Linked DNA regions of Anas platyrhynchos: region 1 is linked to region 2. Evidence: chromatin contacts called from public Hi-C data. All regions are on one chromosome and are shown on one strand. The core of a region is the stretch at or near the end of the contact, and the rest is flanking DNA. Distances in the headings are between cores, read along the strand shown. Region 1 holds the start of BOD1 (biorientation of chromosomes in cell division 1). Region 2 holds the start of C14H5orf47 (chromosome 14 C5orf47 homolog).

Region 1 (3,972 bases), core at 361-2,860, 140 kb before region 2:
TAAAAAGCTACGCTCTGCTGCGTGAAATCGGGCTAGCCGCGTTTCATTACTGCCTGCTAGTGGTTGGAGCCTACTTAAACAAGCTTTGGAATCTTTAGGTTTTTCTTTAAGTGCCACGGGCTCTCCTCCTTTCAGAAAAGGAAGATCAAGGTTATTCAACTCAGCATATCAGGTACAGTTTTGCTAAGTGGGCAGTACTGGGTTTTTGCAGCAATAACTTGGCTAGCTAGCAAATGTGAGTACCTCACCATGCTCCTCAACTCATGAAAACTACAAATTGCAGGTAAAGCAGCAACATAAGCCTTTCCATGAGAGTTAAGACTGCATCCACTACTACAGTAAAACTCAAGAGACCGCAACAGAAGGTGCTGTGAGAAACTTAATGCTGCAAATTCTTATTTGACTCAGGTAGCGAGATGGTTATACGTTACTTATCAAATCACGTTACCACTGGTTTGCAGACCGGTGCTTACTTACTGAATCACACTCTGTCTGAGCCCATTTCGTAACTGGTTTTTGTTCATTGTTGGATTCCATTCCTGTTTGTCCAGGTGGGTCGATACAAAGTTGTCCACCTTCTGCCTCAAGTTTTGATAGGCTGGCTAAACAACAACAAAAGAAAATCCAGTTAAAGTGCTAAAAGATCCCCAACCCGCTGCCAGAACCCTGCATAGTACTTCTTTTGTTGTGTACATTCCTGTTTCGTTGTCTGTATTCAGACTTTCTGAACAAAGGTAAGCTTGTTTTACTTAACAACACAACTGGTAACTGCACCGAGCAGCCTGTCAGCATGCTGTTACAATAACAGAAATAACTGATTTGCTTAAAAATTGTTGTCTGCTCCTAACTTTACTTAGTGAAATACAAACCATCTGCATAGACAGGAGTTGTTCATACAGGATTGTTCTTGTCTGGAAACCGTCTATCACGGAATTCCTAGGAAACCCAGTAATTAGCGAGTGTTGCTATCACCAAAGTGATTTGCTTCTGTGACACCAACATCAAAGCTAAAAATTGGAAGGGTTTTGTAGGTGGAAACTTAGATTAATTCCCGTTTACTGGAAATAAAAAAACGTACAAGAACATATGGCCACTGAGGTTACGGTCCTGTGCAAGGAGTGTGTGGCAGCACTTTGAGATCAAATGTGGTGTGAATGCGGGGTGATGCACGAAAGGGTCGGTAACAGAGGGGCAGCCACACCGAGGGCCGGGTCCCTCCGCCTGGGCAGCCCCCCCGGGGCAGCTTCAGGAGCCGGCTGCGGGCTGAGCACGGGCCTGGCGCTGAAACCGGCCCCTGAGGAACTCGAGACCGAGCCAAAGGCCCGGGGAGAGGCCCCCTCGCACCTTGGTATCCACGTCGGCCAGGCAGTCCCTGCGGAAGCCATCGAAGAGGCCGCGGCTCTTCAGCTGCTCCACGATGATGGCGATGAGCTGCGCGTCCCCGGGCGGCAGCGAGGCCGGGTCGGTGGCTCCGGGCCCTGAGGCGGAGGCCGAGCCTCCCGCTGCCCCCCCCCCTCCCGCCGCCCCTCCGCCCGCCCCGCCCGGCGCGGCCCCGCCGCCGCCGCCGCTCTCCGACATGGCCGGCGGCCGCCACCCGCTCGCCTCAGGCCGGCGCCGGCGGCGCGCGGCGTTTTGCGTCGCCCCGGCGCGTTGCATCTCGGGGAGGCGAGTCCTTCCCCTTGAGGCGCCCTTATAGGCGGCGAGGCCTGTAAGTTCAGGGGAACTACGACTCCCAGGGTGCATCGCGGAGGGACAGGGGAGGGGAGCGGGGCTGTCGCGGTGCAGCTTGGGAGTTGTAGTTCGCTGGGGGGGGCGCTGAGGTGGGCCCTGCCAGGCCCTCGGGGGGCTGTGGCAGCCCCGGGGCGGTGCTGTGCCCCCCCCCCCAAATGTAGACGTGGGGAGTAGCGGTCCCGTCCTGTCCATGCCCTGAGACCCCCGGGGGTGTCCACTCCTTCATGATTTGGGAGGGGTTTTCAGTGGGGTTGTGAGGAAGGCACTGGTGTGAACCCATTAAAAATGGTTTTCCTGGGATTGTGTTCATTGCATCACCAACAAAAGGAAGGGCGGCCCCAAACCCAGTCCTCTTAGGGCCAACCAACCCATGTTCCAGGCGCTTTTCCTCTTGTGTGGCCTCAGACGCGCTCTTAGACACTGCTCTGACTGTGCGATATCTGGGTACAAACCCCACGCATCGGTTTTGTTCCTTTCCCAGTCATGGTGCAGGGAAGGATTTAATGCAGCAGGAGGTGGCAGCCGCAGGGAGACCCTGCACGAGAGCAGTAATGCAAACACACCCCGCATGGGTGCCCTCTGTACCCTGCTGAACAAGTATGAAGGCAGCACTCTGTGCGCTGTCCTCCTCTGCCTGATTAAAATTCAGGAGCCCTGACAAGCAGCATAAGCTGTCCCCTTCCATCTGGCACCTCTGAGGAGAGAAGAGAGGAAAAAACCTGGTGGTGTTTTACAGAGCCTGAGCTATGCTCTGACAAAAGCATCCTGTGCAAATGCTGTGTCCCGTGAAGAGGCACGGGCGCTGTCCCAGATTTCTCTTTAGTTTAACTCTGCCCAGGCAAGGAGCAAATGGAGGGCTCGGGGTCTCCGTGTAACACTCCAGAGGCTTCTTCCACCAGCACACTTTTTTTTTTTTTTTTTTTTTTTTTAAATTATTTATTCATTAATTTTGAGACCAGGATCTGCTGTCAGCCTCCTCAGTCCCACACGTTGCTTCTCGGGCGCGGCTGCAGGCGGCTGCCCCGGCAGAGGGCACCCCGTCCCCTCCTCTGCCCCGTCCCGTCCTTTGCTCAGCCCCAGCTCGTCCCCTGCCCCGTCCCGTCCCCTCCTCTGTCCCCTCCTGTCCCCTCCTGTCCCCTCCGCACCCAGCCGGGGCTAGGCAGCAGCAGCAGCCCGAGGCTGCCTCCCCATGCCCGCACCCATCGCCGGGAGACATCCAGCCCGGGGTTCATGCCTTGGGGGCTCCCGCAAGCCGATGACCCTCCCAATTAACAAATGACTCTAAGACACTGTCACCTGTCACCCGTCCCAGCCGTGGCACTTGCCCGGCAGCGCTTCCTTCTTCAGCACAGCACGGACAGGGGGGGCTTGGGGTGTGCAGAAAGGGGAAACCTGGTAGGTAGGTTTCGTCATATTTTGAGGATTCGTCGTGTTTTTTACAGGTTGGCTGGCTGTGTGACCTCGCTTAAGCAGTGTTTGGGGATCTGTAGCAAAGAAAAGCCCAGCATTTCACCTCATCTGTAGGGTATTTTTGCTCATCATCATAGCCTGTTAAATCCCAGTGTGTGAGATAAAGCAGGCCAGCCCCCAGGGGGGGAGAATTCTGGACCTGGCCGTGCGTCAAACCTAGCGCAAAATTTGTCAGGTCTGTGAACTTTTCCTCTCCTGTATCCCTGCCCTCAAGGAAAGATCCAGGCGGTGTGCACAGTTCAGGTCAGTAGGAGACTCGGGAAGGGTGAAATCTTACCTGTTTTCTGCTGGTTTTGAAGACCCAGTTCTTGGGTCGGAATATGTGTGTAGGGTGTTCACAGCAAAGCTGTAAGCCTGAGGGAGGAAGTTTATTTCAGGAGAAATAACCAGAAAAAAAAAATGTTTAGAAAGCTATTTGATGAAAATCAAAGCAATGACATTTAGTCTATTTCCATATGTTACAAGCCTCCCGAAGCCCATTCCATTGCTTGACCAGGGGAGATAAAAATGCTTGATCATAGTTTAAATTGGTAAAGTCCCACCCGTCCAGAGTCACGCTTTCAATCACAGAAGCTCAGCTCTTTTTGTCACTGGGTGCCACCACCGCCTCCCTTCAGGTTTCCTCCGTTCACAGCCCCCACTCTCCACCCACCCCCTGTTGCTGTCACAGGAGCGGCAAACCAGCTCCTGTTTTCTTGGAATTTCTGATAGCACGGGGAAAAAGTTCCCCTCAGCTCCAGCTGCCTACAAAAAGTCATGGACATGAATGTT
Region 2 (4,226 bases), core at 39-2,538:
ATTCATATTTTAGATGGATTCACAATTTGAACTTGATAACAATAATGTAGTATTTAATAAGCAATCTGCCTTGCCAGTATTATGTTGAGTAATTCTTTGCAGTCCACAGCAAACAATCCTCACAGAGAAACAAATCTCAAACGAGAATGGGTTTCCTTTTTGCTGGGGAGTGACATGAGATAAATCACCAAATGCGCATGCAGCAGTGGCCTGTTGGCTCTTTCCTTCCTCCTTGGCATAAATTGTAGGCATGCTACCACCAAACCTTTGTTATTTTAAAATGGTATTTGAGGTTAGCAGAAGATGATGCATACTTGACCAAGTAAAACTGAAACAAGAGAATGCGGGAAACAATGCACGTTCTGAGCTGGAGAAGCTGACATCTGAATACAAAACAAACTATGACAAGGTGCAGACTGAAAGCTACAGTCGGGTGTATTTTTAACTAGACAGTTGAAGATGTGGTGAAAAGCTGAGAGATTTGTTCAAAGTAACAAACACAGAAGTAGCTGGTAGTCAGTTCACATGTGGAAAGGAGCGTGAAGAAGTGTCCAGTTCTGCAGATTTCTCAGAGACTTTTTTTTTTTTTTTTTTTTTGTTAGCAGTAACAGATTTTACATGGGATCTGAGATGAATTTGCTTTTGGAATCAAAGTCCTGGCAATGTGCTATTGAGGAACGTAGACAAAATGCGTCACAAAAGGGATGTGTATTTGTATTACAAAACACAAATTGTGTGGAAGAATATGCCATAAATACAGGTGCTGCGAAAACCCACTGACGTGGCAGCCCCGATGCCCTGAAAGGGCCACAGGACAGGAGCAGCCAGGTGGCAAAGCGAACTCCTGGTCAGGATCATGCAGCAGCAAGTGGTCATGTAAAGTGTGAAGAATCAGGTACTGAAAATGGGTGCTGTTTAGATTTATGTGCGTGGATTTATGTTCTCTGGGTGGTTGTGGACTGAGACCTGTGTATTTCAGCAAAAAAAGCACTTTCTTAACCAAGGCTTTGTGATTAATGGACGTGACAAACTTTGTACGCTGGGATCAGTTTTTAATGAAGTTATTCGTTTGTTTCCCTCTGAGCTTCATTCCCCCAAGCTGAACACACTGGCTACCTCTCTAGGCCAAGCTGTCAGCTCAGGTCTTTGAAAAGGAAGGAGTGAGACATGAGGCTGTGGTGCCTTCTTTTTCTCTCTCATTTTTTTCATTTTTTTTTCTCTCTCTCTCTTTTTTTTTTTCTTTTTTTTTTTTTTTTTTTTTTTTTTTCTCCTGTGTGTGTGTGTGGCGGGGGGCGGGGGGACGGACAACACACACAGTCTCGGTGGTTATATTATATAACTACAACCTCCTTTTCATTCCATGTGCTTTGGATCCTGCAGTAGATGTCCTTTTATCATTGGGACATAACAAATTACCCTGGCAAACTGTCAGGCTGAGCTTCTGGAAGTTATTTCCCTCTTTTTCAACTGCATACACAAGATGCCTTTTTCCGACAGTGTATAAAATAACTGAAAATCCTGGGATACTTCGCAGAAGAGTGCTGTGGGTTTTTCCTTCCCCTTGGCTCCCCTGCCTACATCTCAGGTTCCTGCGGGGACACGGGAGGCTCTTGTTTGGTAGGTAAGGCTGCCATCTCGTGGGGTCCTTCTGCACAGCACCCTGCCTTGCCAAGGGGACAAGGGGACAGCAGCTCCAGAGACCTTGAGGGCTCTCAGCATTATGGTCTCTGAAAGCTGGGGAAGATTCCAGGGTGACAAGTTGCTGGTGCCATTCACGTGCTCCTGTTGGTGAGTCAGAACAAGTCTTCTCACGGACTTTAATTTGTAATGCTTTCCCTCCTGAGAGCTAAGGGTGCTGAAACACTGAGAAATAATACAGAGCAGTATTACAATGCTAAAGCAAAAATCAATGAGAGGTGTGCTGTTGTTTGAGAAATCCTGCTTGTCACTGACAATATGTCCTAACCACGGTGCTGCAGTGGGACTCATCTCGTTAGAGCCTGACAAGGAACGTCTTGCTGTAGTGGTGTCACACAATGCTCATCAGCTGTTGCTAGAAGGACAAAATGACAACAGTTAATTAAGATTCCATAAATGCTGGTGGCTGGAAACCCACCCACCCGTGACCCATGCACTGGCAGGTAGGCTGTTAGTTTGGGATATACTGGTGTGAAAACTCACGGTATTAACACAGGACCATAGAAGGGCCCACATGAAAGGGGTGCCAATTATTCTTCTTCTGGAAATTGCACCAAAGATGGACTGCCTTCAGCCTGGATTGTCAATAATTTGCATCAAATACATCAATATATGACTTCAGGCTGTGTCCTTTGTGCTAAACCTTTACTGAAAGAGGGTAGATTGAGATTAGACATAAAGAAATTCTCTACTCTGAGGGTGGTGAGGCAGTGGACTGGGTTGCCCAGAGAAGCTGTGAATGCCCCATCCCTGGACATGTTCAGGGCCAGGTTGGATGGGGCCCTGGGCAACCTGATCTAATGGAAGGTGACCCTGCCCATGGCAGCAGGGTTGGACAAAATAATCCTTAAGGTTTCTGCCAATCCAAACCACTCCGTGATTCTATAATGGTGGCCAAAGGCATTCCTGTGGAATAGGTTGCTATCTCATCTGAGGAGTGAGTTATAACCAGCTCGTAGTAGGCTCATCAAACCAGGGGAATGCTTCCTGGACAGCTGGAATTTTGTGAGAAACCATTTTTCTGTGTGCGTGACAGGAGGGGTGCTCTGCCGAGCCTCCACACCATGCCCATGTACCCCACAGCGCAGCGGCTGGGCACCCATTCCCTCAGCCCCCGCCTCCCCAGGCTCTCCTCAGTGCCCTCCCGGCCTGTCCGCCAAAGATGGAGCCTGGCTGCAGCCAGGGGAGGCCGCTTGTGCCACACATTTATGTCAACAGCTTCGGCTCCCACCGCTGCGGTTCCCTCATCCGCTGTGGCAGGGGCTACAAGTGGGCTGATGTGGGCCAGTCTAGGATCCTGCTTTCCCAGCAGAGCCCCATGGACAGGAGAAGGGGGCAGAGGGCAGCCAAGGCGCGTGGGGACAAGGCTGACCCCAAGGCATCGGGCGCTGCTGGCAGGGCGCAGGCGGTGGAGAGCTGTGGTGGGGTGAAGGACACCAGCCTGTGCCGTGGTACGTGTTGCTGGGCCTGGGGGCCTCCATGCCTTGGGAGAGCATGGGGCTGAGGTCAGGCCCTTGCCATGTCTTTCTCTTCTCAGGGGACACCATTTCCGTGTGGTGCTTTGGGCTGGCGCGTTGTCCCAGTCAGACTGTGCATGCTAGGAGGTGAATGTGGCACAAAGTTTTTTTGATGTGCTGTAGACAGGTAGGCCGGATATTTAGGGAGGGATTGGATCGTGGTGTTAAACTCAACATGAGTGAAAAATTCAGTCTTTTTGTCCCAAACTCTTACTCTGTTGAGCTGCAGTGTCTCCTGCAAGCCTGCAAGGTGAGGTGGCTGCAATGCAGCACAGCCCACCTTGTCTTTTCCTGGGATGAGGCCAAAAATAACCAGCATCTGTGGAGCTGCTCTGTTACACCTTGTAGTTCTGTGCCCTTTCTGCCTTTTCTGAGGAGATTCCCCTCTAACCAGCGTGTCACTGTGCTGCTTGCTCCTTCCTTGCTGTAACAGCCTAAAGATGTTTCTTAATTTTCTTTCTTTGTGGCTGGGACCAAAGAAAGTTGGGATGGGCATGGGTGTGGGTGCCTTTTATTTATTTAAAGCACACAAGAAAGATTAGGCAGTTTCCCGCTGTTTGCAGTCTGTTATGAAACATAGCTCTGCTGCACAAGATGAAATGGAGAGAAAATGGAGAGCGTGACCTGGCCTCTGGAGAAGAATCCAGGGCTGGGGGTTGGAAATGCTGGGTGACAGAGATAGGGTGGTCCTGAGTGTTGTTAACTTGTTGATCTTCAGCTGTTTTATTTTCTTTCCTTTTTTTTTTTTTCTTTTCCTTTTTTTTTTTCCTCTCCTTTTTAAAAGCCATTTTTCTGAAGATGACAAAGGGAGATGCTATATTAGGCTGTCATTAATAGCACCAGTTCTGCTGTTTTTTTATCTGAGTGATGGCAACCAGGGGCTCGGAGACAGCCTGTGACTACTGGCAATTGGAAGTCCTACTGCAATGATGTGACTGGCAATGGGGCTGTGGTGGCCTGGAGAATGCTGGTTTACCCTAAAGCCATGCTGCAGGAGGGGATGAGCCTGCA

Evidence for each region. Hi-C and Micro-C count contacts between places; a contact is called where the count stands out from the background.
Region 1: a Hi-C map of subcutaneous adipose tissue shows a contact between it and region 2, with 5 times the contacts expected there. The contact joins the promoter of BOD1 here to the promoter of C14H5orf47 in region 2. A contact is called at or near these places in 6 of 8 Hi-C or Micro-C datasets (F1 follicle, F5 follicle, liver and 2 more).

What each region holds. Positions count from the first base shown.
Region 1 is chr14:10,638,738-10,642,709 of IASCAAS_PekinDuck_T2T, reverse strand. It overlaps BOD1 (biorientation of chromosomes in cell division 1), which reads right to left and starts at 1,610. Exons shown (of 3, transcript XM_027468524.3): 1 at 1,345-1,610; 2 at 478-602. The coding sequence starts at 1,578.
Region 2 is chr14:10,498,616-10,502,841 of IASCAAS_PekinDuck_T2T, reverse strand. C14H5orf47 (chromosome 14 C5orf47 homolog) reads left to right here and starts at 1,288. Exons shown (of 5, transcript XR_011803361.1): 1 at 1,288-1,788.